3 separate regions of the Mus musculus genome follow, and regions 2 and 3 are each linked to region 1. Evidence: chromatin contacts called from public Hi-C data. All regions are on one chromosome and are shown on one strand. The core of a region is the stretch at or near the end of the contact, and the rest is flanking DNA. Distances in the headings are between cores, read along the strand shown. Region 1 holds the start of 3300002A11Rik (RIKEN cDNA 3300002A11 gene). Region 2 holds the start of Eml5 (echinoderm microtubule associated protein like 5). Region 3 holds the start of 1700064M15Rik (RIKEN cDNA 1700064M15 gene).

The links. Hi-C and Micro-C count contacts between places; a contact is called where the count stands out from the background.
Region 2: a Hi-C map of cerebellum shows a contact between it and region 1, with 1.8 times the contacts expected there. The contact joins the promoter of Eml5 here to the promoter of 3300002A11Rik in region 1. A contact is called at or near these places in 1 of 39 promoter capture datasets (liver) and 1 of 484 Hi-C or Micro-C datasets (cerebellum).
Region 3: a contact with region 1 is called in a Hi-C map of uterus, with 2.9 times the contacts expected there. The contact joins the promoter of 1700064M15Rik here to the promoter of 3300002A11Rik in region 1. A contact is called at or near these places in 3 of 39 promoter capture datasets (hippocampal neurons, liver and maxillary cranial neural crest), 6 of 484 Hi-C or Micro-C datasets (embryonic fibroblasts, embryonic stem cells, muscle stem cells and 3 more), 5 of 115 datasets of contacts at active chromatin or transcription factors (embryonic basal ganglia, embryonic forebrain, epiblast stem cells and 2 more) and 1 of 9 other capture datasets (pancreatic islet).

The regions. Positions count from the first base shown.
Region 1 is chr12:99,339,652-99,342,649 of GRCm38.p6, forward strand. It overlaps 3300002A11Rik (RIKEN cDNA 3300002A11 gene), which reads left to right and starts at 1,380. Exons shown (of 3, transcript NR_166805.1): 1 at 1,380-1,574. Foxn3 (forkhead box N3) reads right to left here. Exons shown (of 6, transcript NM_183186.2): 3 at 1,771-1,883. RefSeq lists an enhancer at 1-1,620.
Region 2 is chr12:98,900,020-98,903,017 of GRCm38.p6, forward strand. It overlaps Eml5 (echinoderm microtubule associated protein like 5), which reads right to left and starts at 1,465. Exons shown (of 44, transcript NM_001081191.1): 1 at 813-1,465. The coding sequence starts at 1,009.
Region 3 is chr12:99,626,401-99,629,398 of GRCm38.p6, forward strand. It overlaps 1700064M15Rik (RIKEN cDNA 1700064M15 gene), which reads right to left and starts at 1,574. Exons shown (of 2, transcript NR_045288.2): 1 at 1,206-1,574.

The DNA of each region.
Region 1 (2,998 bases), core at 130-2,629:
AGAAACTAGTGGGGTGGGCTTGGAAACTGAATATCGACAGTATTGCAATAATTAGTGCCAGGCTCCCCACCAACCCCATAAAAAAGCAACTCTCTAACCCCAATCCCAGCTTCTATTTCAGGAATGGCTACCATCACAAGAAGAGAGGCAGGCATATGGCTCTCCCCTTCTGGACATTCCTACAATGTAGGCTAGGCTGCTCTGGAAAATCCCATCTCTTCCTCCTACAGCTATATGACCTCGAGTTGTCATTTCAAATAAAGTATGCTTCCACTGATTTTTATGAACACAGACAAAAGCAGCTACAACCTTCCTTCCCCCAGCCCCCCAAAAATACCCTTGCGAACCAACTGTAGTTGCTATGTAGGGTTATTTGTTTCTAAGGCAACAGCTTATGTCTAAGTACTAATGGCCTGTCCTTTTGCCAGGCAACAAACAGCCTTGTGATGCAAGTGCACCTGTCTCAGCTACGCGTTACTATGGAGACACTCCAGTTACTATGGCTACCATCACGCTAATCGCCTAGCAAAGGCAGACATACAGCAGTCTTCTCATAGAGCCCAGCTGCTTCTCCCGTCTCTTGCCGGAGACTGATTGTCTAGGGTCTGTGATGGAACGCACAAGAACTTCATTAATGCCACGTTGGAAGGCTCACTCTGTGTGCCCTCCTGCAGAATAAACATCAGAACAGAAAAATCTGCAAGTGGACTGTAAAATTCCCCAGCCTTCTGACACCGGGCCATTCCCAATTAACATAAATGTCTACTCCACTGGCAGTTTCTCTTAACCAGTTAACAAAGGAAATGCTGCTACATGCCTTCTAGAACTTCTTGGTAGGGGACTGGAAAGATGGTTTAGTGATCTAAGAGCACCGGCTGCTCCTCCAGAGGATCCAGGTTCAATTCCTAGCACTGACACAGTGGCTCAAATCGCCTGTAATTCCAGTTCCAGGGGATGCAATGCCCTCTTCTGGCCTCCACAGTCACCAAGCATTCAAATGCTACACAGACATAAATGAAAGTGAAACAGCTGTACACTTAAATAAAGTAATTTTCAAACTTTCTTAGTGGGCCTGATGACAAGCACCGTGAAGAGCTAAGACTCCATCCACAGGTTGAAATCCGGCTCTTTGTTCTGTAAGGCCCTTTCTTCTAACTTAGCACTGACATGCTTTTTAAACTGTGACAATCTACCTAACACCCCTCCCATTGTATATTTGTAAAAATGCACTCATGACCTCAGTCTCATGACAGCCAGACACGTGAGGAGGGAAAGTGGCCATGGTTCTCAAGACAAACACTTAGTAACCACAACAAACCCATCACTCAGGAGCCTGTCGACATGGAAACCGGATGACAACAACCGAGCCTGCCTTCTTTCCACATCTCTAGAGGCAGGCCATGGGAAGGTGGAATCACCTGTGTGCCTCACCGCTCTTATTCCAACAAAGCGTGACCCGCAGAGATAGAAAAGCTGTCCACTTTCCTCTGTAACCGATTCTACCCAGGAAGACGCTATTTACCTACCAGGAGCCCTTCCGGAGCCACACCCGCTCAGTCGGAGCTACAGAAGCGGTAAGCTTCCCAGGAAATGCATAGCCAATGGATGTGCCTCCTCATCAGACTTAATTCTTTTTCCCATTAGTCTGTAGTTATTTTTAAAACATTCATACGGCCTACTAAATTAGTTTTAGAGACTGTCTCTGCTAAAATAACAAAATTCCAGGAGACTTTAAGAAAACAAAAACCCCCGATAGTGCGAGTCACTTACCTTTGATAAGCCTGAGGAGTAGGAGGTGGGTGGTAAGGTGTCTTTTTCAGAGCCTGAATTAGATTTTGTCTATACTCTGGGTCGATGCACCACAATGACCCTTTCCCAATACTCTGCAAAGAAAAATTAAAATGAAAACATATTAATACAGTACAGAGAATTTTGTGGTAGGCAAATACAGGGCTATATTGTAGTTATTCTCCAAAGTTTCCTGTTCATTTGCTAATGATTTCTCAGGCTGACAACAGGACACCATTAAATGCTCTCTGCTCCTCTTTGCCCCGAGTAGATGAGGTCAGATGAACATGTAGCTACCAGATTATGTTGATGCAATAACATGACTGTCAAATCTGAACTACCCCCAACCCAAAATCCCTTATTTCTCAGTATGAATCTGGAGGAATATTCAGACTCGTCCAGAAGTCTCTAACTTGGCTGACGTTCATGGGCGCTGAGAAGACCTTTCGAAGCTCCATCTCTGCTCTAAAAACCCCAGCTGTTTTAAACCACATTATCTTGGCACGATCTTACAAAAATGGAAACGTAATCCACTCATTGTTTTTGGTATCCCGTCCCCCTTGCTCACAAAAGAACATTTATGCTTGGAATGGAATTTATAATTACCTTCCCCTCAGAAACAAAAGACCTGGCAACAATAGCAAACCTAAGCCAGAATTCAAAGTATTTTTTATTTTTATGGGGGGGGGGTGTCCTTCAGTTCACAGCAATCTGCTCTTGTCTCTAGGAATCTTTAGAAGAGGTCACACTTTAAAAGTGTAAATTGGCTAAAACTGTTCCCTGGGGGGAAGGGGGCAGCTTTCCCTGAAGGCCACTTTTGGGCTGGCTGGAGGCAATTGGTCTGAGATCAGCTTTAACAGTGGGTGGGGGTGGGGAACAGCTGCTCTCGCCTGCCCTGCTTTCAACTGGGTCAGTGTACCCAAACCATTTGAGAAGGTCAACAGTAAATATTTACGGATTTGGAACGAAAAGAAGCTAAATGACCTAGTCCCACCCCACCCATGCTTCCTTTGTAATTTCCCTCACTCTCCTCTACAAAGCCTGGTGGTGTCTTCCAACATTGAGAAAAGCAAACATGAAAACCTTTAAACTAACACAGAGAGGCAGCAAATTACAAGGAGATCACATGGAAGGACCACTAAATCTAAGCCATTCCAAAAAAAAAAAATCTTTGAAGAATTTTCCTAGTCTGCATTTCAGTTATCACGTC
Region 2 (2,998 bases), core at 215-2,714, 440 kb before region 1:
TTGCAAATTTTTCTGTAATACATTCGCTTTGTTGGAAGACAGAAATGTGCTTGAGGCAATAATCAATTCAAACGCTCCCAACTTTAACATTAGAGTTCGACTGAAATGTGGAAAATTACCCTTTATATGTACAGCTTACCAAACATCTCGGCCAACGTTAAGATTCAGATCAATAGAGAGCAAGATACTGTCACCCTGTGATTGAAATTACTAATAAGAAAGTAAACTTAAGGTTACTCTGATGAAGATAAACAGAATCGGAAATCGGTGTGGTAAAGGTTATTTCTCATAAAAGACATACCCTCCAAGTGCCTTCCAGCGTGCGAATTTTAACCTCTAGTGAATTGCCTTCCGAGTAACACATGAGTTTCTTTGCTATCTGCTGATAATTGCAGATAGTGAAATCTGAACTAATAACTACGGCCAAGAGTTGAGTACCGCAGAGCTTGGGTTAGTCTTCTGTCAAGTGTTTCCTTTCCCTAGCGAAATAAGATTTCCTTTTTAACAAGAAACCAATCACGGAGTCTAAACTCCTGATGTTGATGGAACGGAAAAGGTCACAAATCCAGTCAAGCGAAGGCCTGCGGAGCATCCGTAGGCTCGCTCCCCTAGAAAAGGGCGCTGCGGAAAGCGGAGTGGTAAGTGGGTGGGCTCCGAACCAGATAGATGCACATCGCTGTCCTGGGTGATGCCCCTTTGCGTGAACGGCCACGACTTCCAGAAGGACAGGCAGCTGCAAACTCCGAGGGCGCTCGGCAGGGGTGACAGCGGTCCCCCTCCCACCCCACCCCTCCGCCTCCCCGAGCCCGTACCTGATGATGTCGTCGCTGTGGCCGCGGAAGAACTTCTGCCGATGCTCCCGCGGACTATACACCACGCCGACCCCCGCCACGAAGTACACGATCTCCTTGGCCGCCGTGTAGTAGAGGTTGTTGCGGCACTGGTGGCCCCGGTAGCCGTACACCCACTCGAGCCGCAGGTGGCAGCTCGGGGCGCTCCGAGCCGCCATGTCGGTGCGCCCACCCGTCGCTGCGGCTCGGGCCCGCGGTCGCCGCCGGGGCTGGGTGACGAAAGCTCTCCCGCTGGCGGCCCGGACGCTCCTCTAAGCCGAGCCCGGCAGGTGCATCTCGCTTGCGTGGCCGCCGCAGCCGCCGCCGCCGCTTCAGCCCACGGGCGGGAGGAAAAGCCTCGCCTCACCGAACATGCTGAGGGCCGCGAGCGCCGCCGGCTGTCCGGGAGCCTCGCGCGTCTGGGAGCTCGCCGTGTCCCCTCAGCCCAGTGCCTTAGGCTGGAAGACAACCAAGCGAAGAGGGGGGACGGGGACGCGCCTCCAGCCCGCTTCTTCTCCGCCCGCCCCGCGCACCGGACTCCCCGCCCGGGTCACCTGCGGCGCTCCGGTCTAGCCGCTACCTCGCCTCCACAGCCCCGGCGGAGCCGCGCCGCGCGCTCCCGAGCCCAGCTGAGTGGCGGGAGGGCGGAGCCGCGCGGCCCCGCCCCTCCCCTGCGCTAGCCCCACCTCTCAGGTGGCCCCGCCCCTCCCGGAGTAGAGCGGAATCAGAGAGCTCCCTGCTCACCACCACCAGGCTGTGGTTAACGCCCCCCGCCCCCCCGCCCCCCCCCCCCACGCAGTCCTCCCTACCAAGATCTAAGCACCCGTTCCCACCCTCGCGAGACCTGGATTACCCCACCCAGATTTGGATTCCTGTTGCTGGGTTTGCTTGCTCAGGAATCTCTGGGGAATCCCGCTTGCCCTTAGACCTCAGCTATTTCATATGCCAATGAATAACACCAGAATAGAATGTTCACTTTATTCTTTAATCGCCTCCTCCATACCTTACATATACGTGTGTGTTTGCTTATCATGGTGCTCTCTGGTCCAGAAATTTGGCAAGAAGAAAACCTAACCTCGCAAATGTGCTTTTGACACATTAGATACACTGTCCTAATAAATAGTCCTGGATTTGTTACTACTGTTGTTCAACAGGCCTCAAACTCATAATCCTCCTGTTTTTGTCTCCTGAATGCTGAGATTACAAATGTGCATCACTGTCCCCACCAAAACTCCGAACCCACCCCCCCCCCCCACGCACCCCACCACCACCCACCCCCACCCCGCTGGCAGATCTTTCAGCTGCTGTTTTGGATAGCAGCAATTATCTCTTGATTAAAATGAAGAAGGGCATGTTTTAAAGTAATTGTGAAATCAGATGGCCTAAATAATTGTGATCAGGTAGACTACTCCTGGAAGAGATGTTGACTATGTAACATCTATGTATGCTTAGAAAAAATTAAATATTTGTTGCCGTACATCGTGAAATATTAATCACTAGCTACATATAATTTTTATGAGGTAGGGTGTAGAAGAATAAGAATTTCTCTCTGTACAGTTTTTTTTTCAACACAATGTTTTACAGATCCCATGGTACATATTTAAGAACTTCAGATTAATACTAGATTTAAATAATTTATTTTCCCATTATCATATTTTCCATTGCAATTTTTAATGACCCAAGGGTAGAGTTTGAAGCAAAAACATTCTTAATTAAGCCATCCTCAGATGACAACTTAAGACCAAAAGAGATGACGGAGGCACAGCGGTGGCTGGAAAGTGAACCATTCATGAATACTAAAGAGAGGAAAGCAAATCTCACCAGTTCTCTATGCGATCTGTTAGCAGGGTCATGGCAGAGAAGTCAGTCAAGCCTTTACCCTGGACAAGGTGTTACCGCTTTCTGAAAGTCATGCAACCAGACCCCAGATATGGATCAACAAGTAAACATCTGGTGAACCATTTACGTAAAAGAACAATAATCCTTTGGTAATCTGATGCCTCCTAGTCCAGTCTGAAGCTACATAGTTCAGACATGTGGGGTGTATTCTAAAATTCAAGCAAATGGAGTTATTTGTGGTTTTCTGTTCATGTGTTGGCACCGAGATATGTATCCTCCAGCCTATAAAAGAAATGTAAGGTCAGCCATGGGCTGATGGCTAAGAAGGT
Region 3 (2,998 bases), core at 324-2,823, 290 kb after region 1:
CACGGTGGTGCATTCCTGTGGAGTAGGAGAGCAGGAGAGTTCAAGGCTAGCCTTGGCTACACAGCAATTTCTTAAAACTGTGCTCTTTTTTGTTATTGTTGTTGTTTTAGACGTTGTCTAGCTGTGTAGACCAGGCTGACCTCCAACCTGCAGTGGACTTCCTGCTTCTGCCTCCCCACAGTGTTACAGTTACAGGCATGTTCCACCATATCTGGCTATACTTTAAAAACTCAGTCACCGACATCAGCCATCACTGTGTGTGGGTACAGATGCACCTGGGCCTGCGTCCTCTCCTTCCATCTTTATATGGCTTCCAGGGGTCCTACTGACTTGTCTGGCTCGCACGGCAAATACCTTTACCTGCTGAGTCATTTCATCTGCGTCCCCATAAATACTTTTTATATGATCATCTCACCAGCTACAAACTAAAAAAATCGGTAAAAAGTAGTTTTTAAAAGCGATTACTCTGACAAAGCGATGGGTAAGAAAGTTGCAAGTGAATGATCCTTCGGAGTGGAAAAGGTTAGCTGTAAATATTCTTTTGAAATATACCGTGAAGGATTTTCACTTTGAGATTAGGGCTGTTCATGCCTCCAGGTTCAAGTGTTGCTCAATCAGCAAGGTGCTCAATTCCCGGTGATTGCTGCTCGGGTTTCTTGTTGATCGAGAATATGCATAATCTCAGCCCAGAGACATTTACCATAAAAATGAATCTAAGAAATAGGCTTTCATTTAAATTTTCCAGTTGCAGTGGATCGAGGAAAATATATGCAGAACATTAAGATGTGAAAAGCTCTGATTCAAACAAGACCAAAGAGGCTGCTTCACTATGTCCCTAACGTTGTGTTCGAATTTAGATGGCAAGCTTTTCCTGTTCAGAGCCCTTGTCAATTTGATTAAAATCACAAACACGTGACTGACTCCGCCTCAGTTAAAAATACTCTCAAGCCAGAGAATGAGCTTTGTATATGCGAGTGGCTTCTCCTGCCCTAGCGAGACTATTGCCCTAGCAAGGGGCGGAGTGGGGTGGTGTAAACGGTTTAAATTTTAAAACCTCTAACCGGATTCTCCGGGTGAAGCCCACTGCAGATTGCCAGTCCGGATTCAGAATCCAGTATACGGACATTTTCGATTTTAAAATGGCCCTTAAGAAATGGATCATTTATTTCAACGTTGTTTTCGAAGACAGAATTTGGAAGCCTCACCGTTTTCTGCATATACTCTTTCTTAGACTTAAAAAAAAAAAAGTCTTTCAGGAGAAAACATTTGCGTAAAAGAAGCACAGCCTCAAGGCCGCTGGTGTGTGCGCGTGAGGGAGCGCGCACGCACGTTTCTGCCGAGTTTAGACATTGCCGGGAAGATCAACTCGGTCCCCAGGAACTGAAAGTCTCCAAGCCGTGACCCGCCCCCGTAGACGTGGACCGGAGCACGGGATCCGGCTACGCCGGAGGGGCGACTCGGTGGCTGGGCCATTCTGGGCGAGCTGGGGCTGCCGCCGGGCCGCCCACACGGGGCTCAGGGCCCGAGCTTCTCGCAGAAGCCGCCAGCATCAGGCGCGGCGGCTGCGCTGCCATGGCAACCATGGCCTGCCGGTCCCCGCTCTCGGGCGCCGGCGCTCCAAGCCCGGCGGGGCGGGGCGGGCGTTGCTAGGAGACCTGCAGCGGGCGTCCGCCTCCGCGGCGCGGTCTCTGGGCTTCCACCCTTCACCTACTTCTGCCTGGTGGTGACTGAGGTGGGGGGTGGAGGTGGGGGTAGGGTTGACGGCCACGTGGTGGCCCAGTGTCTCAGAGCTTCTTCCTTTGGAGAGAGTCGCCCCTTCCTGGCCCTCATGAGGTCCACTTTCCTTGACCCAGGAGCAATGTGGCCCTTTCTGGGGAGGAAACACCTCTGTTTTGTTTCCTCTCCCCTCCCTCCTCGTCTGTCCTCACTTGATCTGATTTAAAAGTCCCTAAAGTCCCTGGAAGGCTTCCTAACCCACTGTTCTTTCCTCTCTAGCCGGATCCATGTCTTGCGTTCAACCAGGAGATGTGCAAAGCACTTTCTGTATGTCATCTAATTCTTTTAAATAAAAATCTTATGATATAGAGGTTAGTTAATTCATTTAACATAAAGTGTAGCCAAGGTCAAACAGCTGGGTGGATGGGACAGGATACTCATGAGGTCCAGTTTTTTTAGATTGCTCAAATTTCCCCCTAGGCTGCCTCTTGGCTAGACCCCCATTCTCTCTGCTGTCCAAGCACGCATACCCACACCAACTGGGACATGCTGTCTGGAACAAGGTCTGACAAGAGGATTGAGAACTTGAAATCAGAGATGGCCAAAATACCTTTGGACAAACGGTTTACACTGGGATGCATCCCTGATAATTTGCAGATGTCCCTGTCTGTAAAGTACTCCTGGCACAATGAGAAACTCGAAATTCTTAGTAAAGAGAGAAAATGGTAACCAAAGACTGACTCGCTGGTTGTGGTTATCCCGTGTTGGGGTAGATCCTTGGAAGGAGGGGTGTAAAAAATTGTTTTCTACTAAACTATGTCCACAAAGTTTACCTATTTATCATTTATTTATTTTTCCTAGGGAACTGTTGGGTTGTCATGGATATGTGTGCAAGCTATTTATTAAGGAAGTGCTTCCAGCAGAAACTATTATAGGGGGAGTGGTGAGGAGCCAAGCTAAAGAGTAATAATTTAAGGTGAAGATCCAGCCACAGCTTGACCCAAAGCATCCATTTCACAGCAAGGGTATCCCTTGTACAACCATTGTTAGTTTTCTCTCTCCCTCACCCCAGCCCCGCCTCCATCCCTGCAGCCATCTTTGGCTGCATGGAACCTTGTGAGCATAAACACCTAGTGTTCTGGGACCTTGGCTGGGCCAGGATGAATTAACTATTGTAAAATAAAGAAAGGAAGTCCTCTGTCGGAAGTTGGAAGTCCGAGATGTGAGCAGTAAAGCATCTAAACACTCGGGGGCTGGGTGGGACCTGGCAGGATGGGAAGAG